3 separate regions of the Sus scrofa genome follow, and regions 2 and 3 are each linked to region 1. Evidence: chromatin contacts called from public Hi-C and promoter capture Hi-C data. All regions are on one chromosome and are shown on one strand. The core of a region is the stretch at or near the end of the contact, and the rest is flanking DNA. Distances in the headings are between cores, read along the strand shown. Region 1 overlaps ZBTB20 (zinc finger and BTB domain-containing protein 20). Region 2 overlaps ZBTB20 (zinc finger and BTB domain-containing protein 20). Region 3 overlaps ZBTB20 (zinc finger and BTB domain-containing protein 20).

Region 1 (4,129 bases), core at 549-3,048:
CCCATATATACCTTTCCATTTTATGCTTTCATGCTTTTTCTCTCACCCTTCACATAACCAGAATCTTATTAATACCCAAATCTTACACATTTTTCAAAGTAAGTCCAGCTAGATTCCTTAATTGTAGTGAAGCTTTCCATTGTCAGCCTATAAGATGATTTTTCCTTAACCCCCATTCTGAATATCTGAATTGACTCATTTTATAATTATTTTGAGACATTCCCTCAAAATTAGATATTAAGTACCTCAGACACAACTCAGAGCTTCAAGGATCATGATTGTTTGCCCAGTGGCATCCAGGGAAACTCAAACATAGTAGCTATACAATTAATATATGCCAAATGAATATTGTCTGAATTTTGAGTTTCTTCCTTGATGTAGCCACTTTTCCTTTTCCACAGATCACTCTGAATTTTTCCCCTTATGCCTAGTGCTTGTCTATACTTCCTTTTGAACATTTTGAAACCTCTCCCCTCTTTGATTCCCTTCCTCTTTCCATTCCACAGTCACCATGCTACCCCCTCCCTCCCTGTGTTCAAATCAATTGCCAGGACGCTAGTGGGTCCTGCTTCCTCTGTTAAAGTTCATTCTGTGCATCAATTCTAGAGTGAAACTTGCTTATCTATAGAACAGAAATGATAGAACCTGCTCTTTTTACTTTTTGGAGTTGTTGTAGAAGCAAAAGATAATTTATGGAAAGTATTTTATAAACTGAACTATGAAATGCTTTATGAGTACGGGCTATAGTCTAGAGTGTCTAAATATTTTACAATAAGCATGTGTTCATTTATTAAATATGTAATGTAAAATATCAAAAGTAAGGTCTGATGAGAAGTATCATATTTCTTGAATCTAAATAAGACATACATATGTATCTGAAGATGGTTCCTTCTACATTCATGTACCTTCCTCTTTTTTCCATCTAGTCTCAGCCCTTTCATCAGTAACTCATTATTTGGTCTCATTCTTTCCATCTTCAGGGCAAATGGGAGTCTTCCTTAAAAGATCATCAGTGAGAAGATTTTCCTTTTTCATGATTATTAAAAAAATTATCAAGCAAGACTGATCTTTAACAGACTGGCAGAAAGAATCTTAACAGTTCCTAACTATTCCTTAAACAGCATTAAAAATAAATAACCTTATCCTACACCACAGATATCAAGATTGTGCAGATTATCTGGCCATGTGGATTTTCTTGAAATTTTTGAGTCAAAAACCTAATCAAAGTCAATATTTATAGTATTGCTGTTCAGACATTGGTCTACTTCCTAGATTCAATTTTTCATAAACGGGTATTTCTATTTATCAGGGAGTAAATTGACGGACAGGTTGATGATGGCTTGGAACTTGAAATCGCAGTCTCTAACAACCCAGTACTGCAGGAAGACATCTTTGTTTTCTTATTATTCAATGGGACCAGAACAAGTAGATCAGTCTCCATTCCATTGTTTCTAGTGGAAGAGTGAGACCAGAATGTTCCTCATGAGGTTCAGAACAGACTGGCAGTGTGGGCCAGCCAGCCTTGTTCTGGATAGCTTAGCTATGTTGATTTTTTTTCTAAAGTGTCCATATTCTTGAAATGCATTCTCTATTATCCCTGAATTCCTGTGGATATTACAGTGGGTTCATATTCCCATGAATTTTCTTTTCTATGAGGTCTTTGCTCTAAATTTGGAGATTTTGATAATAAGCAGTAGGGGTCTTCCAGGCTCCTTTCTTGCTTCCCCTATCTTTGGCCCCCATTCCTACAAACCAAAATACTCCTGCAACACTGTGTCACACTTTTCCAAAGGAACTTGTTGTATGTACCCAAGGCAGAAAAATCTTTACTTCTTCCCAGTGGCCTTTTTGGCTCCTCCTGCTTGTTTAGAGTTTTGAGTTAAATTTTTCAAGTTAATGTTTAACTCATGAGATAACTGTTTACAAAATTGTTGGTTGATAATCAGGGATTTTCCCCTGGATTAATATGGTTAAAGTTTAACATAGTAGAACAACACATAAAAAATAAATATATGTGTATATTATTAAATAAAAGGATTACCTCTGGGAATTTTGCTGATATGTTCTCATGACTCTAAATAGAATATTTGCTCTAGTTTAGATAAAAGAAGACCTTGGTTATGGGCCTGGCAGGCTGACTTTGTGGAAGAATTTAAGCAGGAAAGGGGGTCAGAATTTACTCCTAGATGGCAGGTGACATGCAAATAATGGAAACATTCCTATTTTTCTTAGGAAAATGTCCTTTATTCATATTCCTTGTGATATCACATTCAAAAGAAGTTGTTTGGACTCTCTTTAATTTTTTACTTTGATCAGCTCTGTGCTATCTCATATTTTATCATATCATTAACTTTTGTATGTTACATCATTACCAAAACTTGGAGTTAGACATGGGGTGAGAAATTGCTCTGTTCAGGTACTGCCCTCCAGCTATATTTGTAAGTCAGGAACAACTACTTCTCCTGAGACAAACTCAAGCTCCCTCTAATGATCGCTAGAGTGTATCTTAAAAAGAAATCTTCATGCTTTTGCTAGGATTCAGGGGTACAACTTAGCAATGAAACCATATTCATATTACTGTGGTTTACTTGAAAATAGTTTTCAACTTTAATTCTTGCAGTGTAGAACTCAGGAACAATTTTTAGAAGAAACAAGGTTGAGCAATTACCCAGTTTTTGAATCTAGGAGAACTATGAATGAATAGTTCACTCAGAATGAACTGTGAATTCATTCTCCTAGAATGAATCTAGGAGAACTATGAGGTGTTACATACATGTGGATTTCAAGTTTAACATGTAAGTCTCTGAAATTCTGGACCATTGAAGACACTCTTCATTTTGCCCATATGTATAAATCTGTCCATTTGCCAAGCTTCTAGGTAAAGGATCATTTATGGATATTCAAAAGCAAGTTGCTAATAATTTTTACAACAAGAATAAACAAGCTTCAAGCCAAACCAAGAGCTAGATTTTCTGCTCTATTCTGCATTTTAAAGTCATAAAACTAGACATTCAAAACCTAGATATCTCACCAACACCTTCTAAGAGCTGATTGTTTTGCCAAACATGCTGTGTTTATCTCAGATCAGAAGTAACTGAGAATGACTTAATAGCAATGGATTTCAAATTTGATGACACAAATAGGTTTTAAGTGCCTAATAGGCTAGTAGGAAAAATTGGAAAAAGAGGTGTCCCAGAAGATAGCTACAGTGTTTTAAGTAAGAGGAAATGGCTAACCGTGTTAAATTGCTGCTGAGAAGTTAAGATGAGAATGAAAATGTGACCCTTGGATTTGGCAGCAGCAGATATGGTAGAATATAATGAATAAAAGTCTCATTAAAATAGGTTGAGGAAAGAATAGTAGGTAATGATATGGTAATAGCTAACATATACAATCCTTTCAATAAATTCTGCTATGAAGAGAGGAAGACAAATGGGAAGCAACTGGAGAAAGACTTGGAATCAAGAGAGCATCATCAACATTTGCAAAGTATGGTAGTTTTTTGTCTTATTTTGTTTTGCATTTGCTCATTTAATCTGTTTCCCCAGTTGAAAAACAACATGAGCAAGAATCAAAGCCTCAGATCTGTAGTAAAAAGAAATATGGAAAAGGCAAAGCCAGTTTGGTAAGATATAAAGTGTTGGTTAATATTCAGCAGATAGGGATTCTAGTTCAAGATCTATCAGCTGTTGGTAAAATGGCCCTAAATAACATTTCTGTGATTATCAAGCCTAGTTATTTATTGACAACATCTTAACTCCATTTATGATATTCTAATTCTATGAAAGAAAAAATATCAGACATATTTCAGAAATCTCCCTCTAGTAGAAATAAAATTTATATCACTTATAACCATTTACAAAGAACTCTATTATTTCAAAAGCCCATGCATCTAGTTAATTAACTCTCACAAGACTGCTATGAGATAAGTGGTCACCTCAGTTTACTTAACAGATAAGAAAACCAAGGCTCTGAATGATTAAAAACTGGCAAAGTAATATAGTATGCAGACAGCAGAGGCAGGGCTTAAACCCACATTTTAAGACTATAATTCAGAGGCTCTTTCCACCACTCAGTGTTCTCCCTCTACTTGCCCTGTAGCCTTTTGCTTTGTTTCTTCCCCTCACTC
Region 2 (4,397 bases), core at 273-2,772, 76 kb before region 1:
ACACCACAGCTCATGGCAACGTAGGATCGTTAACCCACTGAGCAAGGGCAGGGACGGAACCCGCAACCTCATGGTTCCTAGTCGGATTCGTTAACCACTGAGCCACGACGGGAACTCCCAAGTCTTCTTAATTTTTCTTTTTTGGTACCTCTGTCCTAGTCTGGTTTTCATCTTCTCTTGCTTATAACCTCTAATTGGGAGAAAAAGGAGGAAAGAAGACCAGTTCATTCTCAACTCTGTTGCCCCATCAGTTTTCATGAAGCAGGAGCCCTCAGATCACATCACTTTTATTCCAACAAAACTTGAATATTCTATACTAATTACCAAGCAATTCCTAACCTATATTCATGACAACCTGATAGCACCCACCTATCCTTTTTTTGAGACATAAATAACTTTCTATTTTTTTAAACAATATTTCTGGACATGTCCTTTTTTTAACTAGGAAGCAAATTCTTAGGGATGGGGTCCATATTTATTTATTTATTTATTTATTTATTTTTGCTATTTCTTGGGCTGCTCCCACGGCATATGGAGATTCCCAGGCTAGGGGGTCTAATCGGAGCCGTAGCCACCAGCCTACACCAGAGCCACAGCAACACAGGATCCGAGCCGCGTCTGCAACCTACACCACAGCTCACGGCAACGCCGGATCGTCAACCCACTGAGCAAGGGCAGGGACCGAACCCGAAACCTCATGGTTCCTAGTCGGATTCCTTAATCACTGCACCACGACGGGAACTCCGAGATGGGGTCCATATTTAAATAACAATTCTCAACCTATAGAATTTACTACAATAGAATCATTAATTCATTATTCAGCCATCCTTAATACTGGGAATATAGAGATGATCCATTAGGGTCTCATGGAATTTATAGTCTCCTAAGGGAATCAGAAATTAAATAAGTAAAGAAATAATTACAAAATTAGAAAATATAGTCCATGAAAAGAGCTAATAGCTATGTAAGACAACAATGGGTGGGGAAGATCTATTATATTGTCCCTTGGGTGCTCAAGAAAGAATTCTCAGAGAAAGTGTCAACTTAAAGCTGAGAGTTGAAGGACAGAAGAATCTGCTAGATGAAGAATTTGGGTTGGGGATGGAAGCATGAGAAGGAGAGACAGCTCCAGAGAGAAACAGCATAGGCAAAGCATTGAGGCAAGGACAAACTTTGTGTAGTCAGGAAATAAAGGGATTCTAGAGTGGCTAGAGAGAAGGGAGCAAAGGAGGAAAGTGACTGGAGGTGAGGTCAGAGAAGTAGCCAGAGTAGGGAATTTGAATTTTATTCTGAATACCCTGGAAAAGCACATAGTAGATATACCTCAAAAAAAAAAAAGTAAATAAATAAAGGATAGCTTAAGCTAGAACAAGATGAAACTAATTCAAAGGTAAATAGTATGCATAAGCTCACAGCATCTATATGTTTATTTTGAATCCTCATTGAAGTTTTACTTCTGAGTTTGAAGAGGGCTTGGACTTTTGAAACAGAGGTCTAATAGTTCACAACATGTTTCCTATCTGCATAACCAAAGTAGGTCTCTGACAAGACTCTAAAATAAGGTCAAGTTAATTTTATTTCCTTTCTAGTTAATAATTATTAAATTTCTGTTGTTGGTTAATGAATATCTTATTTTTGTTTAAGTTCTTGTTGTGTAATGTAGAAGTGAGTACCTAAAATGTATTTACTCTCCTAATGTATTTTTAACTATTAAACCTTAATGTTACTTTTAATTTTGGTGTATTTTATCATGTGCTATGGACAGGGGCTTGGAGGCATAGAAAGCCTTGAAAATGAATCATCATTATCCTCATTATTACTACCAGTAATGTGACTGAATTTCTGGATTAAATACAATCCAGACTGTTTTAAAGTAGGATGCATTAATACCCTGGAATGCCACTAAGTCAGAATAGAGATAATGGTTTGTTTGCTAAGTGATAGAAATTATCCCCTTTTGCAATTAAAGAAGAAATAGAGTAGAGGGAATGTGAAAATCAAGCCCTAAAGAAGTAGGTTAAGCTCTAAAGATATGAGGACTTCTTCACTATAACTCAGGAAAAAGACACTGGAATCTTAAAATATTATTTCTGCATAGAACCTTAGAAATTATTTATTCTAGCCTTCTCATTTTGGAGAGGAAAAAAATTTAGGTCTATAATTCCTGTTCAAGTCATAGAGTTAAATAGTTAATGGCAGGGAACCGTAACTCCAATTCTTCAGAACTAGATTACCACAGCCAAACCAGCTAATCTGTGATCAAAGTCCCTATTGTAACTCTTTCAAGCTCTTGGGTGGATAAAGGAATATTTAGTATAAGAGACGCATCTACAGACAAATTTTAATTAATAAAAATCTGAACAATAAATATTACTCACAATCTGTTTACTTAATGTACCAGATGCTTTATAAAAGTTGTCCTTGCTACCACACTCAGAAACCACTCAGCAAAGCCGGAATAATTTCCATTTTATAATGAGAATACTGAGTTCCAGAAAAATTGAGTAACTCCAAGATCACCAACCCAGTAAGTGAGTTCATATTGATGTCAGACCTGATTCAAACCCTGTACTAGCTCCTGCTTAGTGTTCCTATCTGTTGCATTTTGTTATCACATTAGCTCATGTGGTCACAGTGCCCATTAGTTCTTGAATAGTCCGAATGTCTAAAAAACTTTAGAAAAGAAGGCTACAGTTAACAGGCACCCTCTCTGCATAAAGCTTTTTAAATTTAAGTCTCACAACAGTGCCTCAAAATAGATGTTATAACCTTTAGTTTATACTTAGGAAACTGAGGATGAGTGAAATTAAATAGCCCCCACACATCTTAGTAAATGCCTGAACCAGAATTCAAGCACAGATCTGTCTGACCCCAAATATTTTTTCCCCTATTCCACCCACCTCTTCTGGAGCTAGTTCTTCTGTGGTCTGCACACTTCAACTCCTTATATGGCAAAAGAGAATTTAATACATGTTCTCATAGATTTCCCAGGGAAAAAAGAGAAGAATGCTTTTATAATTAAGTTATGTCATTTTGCCTGGAAATAAATACATTGCCTCCCTATATGTTTTCTTCTTTGAGAAATGAGGAGCTGAGCAGACTGGTGAAGTCCATGACATAGTTTTTCATCTCTATGTCATCTTGACTCATTGGGTGTCCGTGTTGAAGATCCCGAACATATTGCAGACAATGGTACTATATACCTTGCTCATAATTGAAAACAACTTGGAAAAGTGGAAGAAATAAAATAGTGCATTTATTAGACCAATAAGAAGGAATAAAGTTTACGTCTTCTTTCTCAAATATAACTTATTTGAAGCCTTTTAAGCCTGAACAGGAATAGGTCATGTAAAGTACTTACCATTACTTCTACTAAAAAAAAATGCAAAACTGAAAATCCAAACACATTTATCAATTGTTAATATTGTTTTCTAATGACCACTGAGGGCTACATTAGAAGTTAATTCCCTGGTGAAAGCAGGAACAAGAGGGGATGGAGAGAGGGAGAGAGAAAGCAAAGGAGAGAAAGAATACAGAAGAGGAAAAGGGAAAGGTCTGAATCACTTGTTGATCTCAGGTCCCACTGCAGACATGCTCCTCCTGAATTTCCTTCTATGTGTCAACTTTCACAATACCAAATGTATACCTCCATTTCTGAGGAGGTCATTTTTATTGCTGATCCACTTGAACAATTATTCTGAAACCAACGGTCACTGTGGAATAGCACCAGTATGTGTAACAAGTTTATAGCAATTAGAAGCAATGCCTACCTGTTATAGCTTTGTAGTTCTTTTTGCCCCTCTCTTTCTTGAGTGTGACTTCCAAGTCTTTCTGTGTGAAAGCCCTTAGCAGTTCATTCAAGTCTTCTAAAATAACCCAGTGAAAAACATCCCTCCTGCTTCACAGAAAGAACTTTTTTTTTTCCCTCAGCCTTGCTCCTTCCAATATGTGGCTAGTAGCCCTAAATCAGAAAGTGCATTAGTATATCTTTTGAATTGCTGGGTCTCCTCAGGAGAAAAAAATGTTTTCCACAATATTATAATATTTTGTTAAAAATCTAATTCTGGTTCAGTGTTTTGTTCTCAAAGGAATTTTGAATGAAGAAAAAGCTTTTATCAGAGGGAGGAAGCTTATCTAATCTCTTCAAGACTGATGAGAAGCAATCAGGAGACTTGTGACTCTTTGAAACAGTAAATTTCCAGGGAATTAGGCACACGTTTCTCCAGAACAATAAAGAATGTTCCACTTCAGGTTGCAGCACACTGGCTCCAAATGCACCGCTTCATGTATCCCAAATGGCAATTTGAAAGCACCATTCTTTGAATCAACTGGAAAAGGAAGGAGGCCATGCTGAACTAACATTCTTTCAGGAGGTCATGAGAAATGGAATACAGAAT
Region 3 (4,201 bases), core at 357-2,856, 87 kb after region 1:
TGCCTTGGGGCCAACAGCTAAAGCACAGGTAGCTTCTCCAGTGCCCAAAAGCCAGCTGCTACATCCAGCACCCACCACACACACACAAGCACACATACACACACTGAGTGGTTTACATAGTAGTATGCCTCAGATGAGACAGCCTCCCTGTGAACAGCTTCCCTTGCACGCTAGAGTACAGATTTCTGGAAAGTTTTGCTGACACAGCTCTATAGCAATGTCTCTGCTATTCATTCATTCATTCCTTGGCTACATCTTGTCCAACAAGGGCTGGATCCCAGTCTGGAGTTGTAGGGGACTCTTCCTTGGGCACCCTCCATCAGCCTCAGAAGTTGAGGTTGCTCCTTATATTTGCTTATTCTTATATACCTTACAATTCTTTTTACTTCTTACTAGTTACTCCCTTGTTGCTCCAATCCCCTGTTCTAGTTAGTACTTCTTTATATTAAACTTTCCGTGTTCAAATTGCTGTGTGATTTCTCACTCCTGATGGACCCTGACCTATATATGACCAAAAAGTATTAAAATAATCTGTATTGTTTGCAAATGGGGGGAAGTAAATATTCTAAGCCATCTCTTTATGGAATGGATTAGAATTAGTATGACATGCCTTATCCAGGCCTGGCTATTAAATGAACAGAATTTTGAGAATTTGATACTGGATTTAAAGGTGACATAAGACTATGATGCTATCTATATACCATTTGTAATTATACATGTGGTTTTCAGAACCCAATTTTAAAGTACTTACTTAATTTTACTTGAGTTTTTTTTTAATGTAAACTACACTAAAGCAAATTGTAAAAGTCTGGACTTCAAAGGTAACTTGCTAGTCTTGAAAAGATGTTGCAAAATAAAAACACTATAAGGTGAATTTGTAGGTTATTAATACTAGGGGAATAAAGATAACATTCTTTTTTGAGAACTCATAGCAATAGAGGTAGTTATTGCTATTATCCCTATTTTACAAATAGAAAAATAGAGGTTCAGTAAGGTTAAGGAACTGACCTAACATGGTATTTGCAGTATGTTTCAGAGCCAGAATTTGAACTTAGGTCTTCCTGTGAGCCCTGGCTGTAAACCATTGCTCTCTGCTTCCAGAACGTTACCACAAAAGTAAATAGCAAGCTACCTGGGTAAACAAACACAGAACACTTATGTGATTTTGATCAAAGATCCAGAAAAAAGAAACTCTAATGTATCTCTAGAATGTACAGCACACCCTGAGATATTTCTGAGACAATGTATTATTCTTATCTAACAAGATATGGACAAACTGGGTGAACACTGGTGATCAAATCCCCAGAACCAAAGTGAGAACAGTGTATCAAAAAAAAGCTCAGAAGCCTTAATTCAGAGCTGAATTGAAGGCAGATGAAATATTAACAGCAGTTCTAGCAGCACAAAATGAAATATGAGATCCTGTATCAGAAATTATTAGTAACCTGTTAAAAGAAATGCTGAAAAATGGCAGTTACCAAATTAAAACTGGGAAACAGAGCCCAAATGGGAAATTTCAAAAAGTTTGGAGGAAAATAAATGACAGATTGTCCTCTTGGCTCTTATTACTATGCCATCCTAAATCCTACTTGGCAATACATGGTGGAGGTGAAATAACTGCATCACTGCCAGTGCTGGTCCTCAGATTTGTAGTCCTAAGTGTCTGTGAGGGTGTCTGGGATTGATTGGAAAAGTAGTTGGAATTTAGTAGCTTTATCTAAATTGAAGAATCTGGAGACTCTTATTATGAAAGGCTTCCTCTCATTTGTGAATTGGCCCCTTTGCTCCACTTTTGGATGCCTGGCTTCCTCCATGCCGAGCTGCACTAAATGTTTCTACATGGGAAAGCTATTCTCCTTAAGTGCTTTCAAATTTAAAGCATCTATCTGGATATGTTCATGTTTATGACTCAAAATATCTAGCATCACAAAAAGAGGGAAAGGTTAGAAATACCAAATACTGGGTAGTAAATGAAGGCGATATTTTTCCATCGGTAACTGAGTGCAAAGAAATGACTATAAGCAGAGTTGTTGAGCAGTTGGTGCCAGAGAGAAAAAGGAAATGAGCTATAGAACCATAGAATCTTAGTGTTGGCAGAGACTATGGAGTTCATGCAGTCCAACCCTATCATTTTTCAATGAAGAGACTGAGACATGGGGAGTTAAGGGACTTGACTTGCCCTAGACACATAGTTGTTTACTGACAGTCAGGCCAAAAACATTTCCCAACTCCCAGTCTGGAACTCTGTAGTTCAGCATGCTGCTGCCATTCTCTACTGAAAATTAACACTAACCCAGCCTGGAACAAAGAAGAATTCAGCATCTGTGGGGAGCAAGAAAAGTGATAAATTTTGAGATAGAAATCAGGCTGGGGAAAGGATAGGGGGAAGGCATGATTCTTTTTCCTTGTGACTCATTGGCCAAATTTGTGCAAGGCGTTTTGTGCCAGTTTACTCCCCCATGTCTTCCCACAAAAAATAATAGGATCCTTTAGTTGTAATTCCCCAGGGTTCGTATTTATGCATTCAGATTTGATTTGCTTAGAGAATTTTCCCATGTACAGGTTATCTTGATTGGTTTGTGGGTGGCATTGCTATTGATTCCCATTATTTATGTGAGCCTGACTTTTTTCTCTGCACTGATATGTGCTCCAAAGTCCTTGTAGGGAGAATCTTCTCCAAGGGAAACCCTAACTGAGGATCAGATGTAAATTTAAGATGCGAAAATTATCTTCTGTTAACCTTTTTATTCCATTAGCCTCATAGAGAAGTTGAGCCATATGGAGGCCTTATAATCAGGTGTTAGGCAAAATATTTTTCTTTATTTGGAAGCATAGGATAATTTGAAGATAACCAGTAGCAAAGAAGATACAATAAAAAATGTCCCAATAGGACTCCCTGTGAAATAGCAACATGGGTCTTTTAGACAAGTCGAATATTTTTTAGAGTAGAGCAACCGGAAATGAGAGAATCAGACAGTATGATGAAAACTACAGATGGGATGCTTTGCATGAAAAGTGATTATGTACAAGAAAGGGCTCAGAGCAGGTAGGCGTGGAGTTGGAAAGGAGTGGGTAACTGAAATAAAAGAAGATAATGCTTGACCAGGTCTAGTAAAATATTCCCTGCCATAACCACTGTTCCATGAACAGATTGAGCCAAGAGGCCTGAATAAACTAACCTTAAGTTCAGCTTTGCCGTTATTGTGGGAGGCATCAGGGGGAGCACATCCGGATTTGTGTTACACAGTAATCACTGCTGGGTGTCAGCATTCATCAGCCAGATGGTCAGACCCACAATTAATCAATTAGGCTGGGATGATCAACTGGACTAAGTTTTCCCCTTTGGTAAAAAACCCTCATCATGTGGTCAAGGCCGATAGCACTTTTATCCTGTTGCTTCTGGAGAGGCTTCTAAAAATTCCTCTTTTCTTTTTTAGGCCTCTAGTTACTGAATGCTATTAAGCTCCAAGTTGCTTTGACAATGTAGATACCCTAAATCAAGATTTTAACATAATAGATTTTTAACATCCTCTATGTTCAAGTATAATGTTTAACATATCCAGACAGAAATAAACTTTTTAAAGCAATATTCTCTGAGGAATGTTATTCAACTGATTTTACTAGCATCTTCATATTGGTTCCACTCTGTATGAATGGAACCATATGCCAGTGGAAGGACACTGGCAATGATTCTTTTGCTAGACACTTGGGAAGATGATATGATAATCAAATAAAAATAAAAGCACTTTATTGCAGTTCCTGTTGTGGCTCAGTGGAAAGGAACCTGCTAATATTCATGAGGATGCGGGTTCGATCCCTGGCCTCACTCAGTGAGTTAAGGATCTGGTGTTGCTTTGAGCTATGGTGTAGGTCATAGATGCAGCTTGGATCTGACATTGCTGTGGCTGTGGCGTAGGCCAGCAGCTGCAGCTCCAGTTTAGCCCCTAGCCTAAGGCCCTTAAATTTTTTTTAAATAAATAAAAAATAAAGTAAAGTAAAAGCACTTTATTGAGTGCTCACCCTGTGACAGATACTGCTGTGGTAAGGATTGGCAGACTTTGATTCAATCCTTCTGGTAATTCAAGGTGATAATATTCCATTTCACAGAGAAGGAAACTGATGCTAAAAAGTTCATTTACTCAAGAATAATCATTTATCAAAGATGTGTTGAGACAATTTAATAAGCTGTGGAATGGACACT

What was found. Promoter capture Hi-C pulls out the DNA fragments that hold promoters and counts their contacts. A called contact is a pair of places that touch in the nucleus more often than the background predicts.
Region 2: a promoter capture Hi-C map of liver shows a contact between it and region 1, with 3 times the contacts expected there. The contact joins two enhancer-like sites. A contact is called at or near these places in 1 of 5 promoter capture datasets (liver) and 1 of 47 Hi-C or Micro-C datasets (liver).
Region 3: a contact with region 1 is called in a Hi-C map of liver, with 2.6 times the contacts expected there. The contact joins two enhancer-like sites. A contact is called at or near these places in 3 of 47 Hi-C or Micro-C datasets (liver and skeletal muscle).

The regions. Positions count from the first base shown.
Region 1 is chr13:145,272,218-145,276,346 of Sscrofa11.1, forward strand. The region is part of intron 3 of ZBTB20 (zinc finger and BTB domain-containing protein 20); the gene reads left to right. Among named protein-coding and RNA genes, the nearest start is that of ZBTB20, 420 kb to the left of the region's middle. Within about 2 kb of position 1,799, at least 5 of the 83 cell types and tissues checked have an H3K27ac peak or open chromatin away from gene starts, as enhancers often do. A contact at or near this core is called in liver, where this site is marked.
Region 2 is chr13:145,196,294-145,200,690 of Sscrofa11.1, forward strand. The region is part of intron 3 of ZBTB20 (zinc finger and BTB domain-containing protein 20); the gene reads left to right. Among named protein-coding and RNA genes, the nearest start is that of ZBTB20, 340 kb to the left of the region's middle. Within about 2 kb of position 1,523, at least 1 of the 83 cell types and tissues checked has an H3K27ac peak or open chromatin away from gene starts, as enhancers often do. A contact at or near this core is called in liver, where this site is marked.
Region 3 is chr13:145,359,480-145,363,680 of Sscrofa11.1, forward strand. The region is part of intron 4 of ZBTB20 (zinc finger and BTB domain-containing protein 20); the gene reads left to right. Among named protein-coding and RNA genes, the nearest start is that of DRD3, 410 kb to the right of the region's middle. Within about 2 kb of position 1,607, at least 17 of the 83 cell types and tissues checked have an H3K27ac peak or open chromatin away from gene starts, as enhancers often do. A contact at or near this core is called in liver, where this site is marked.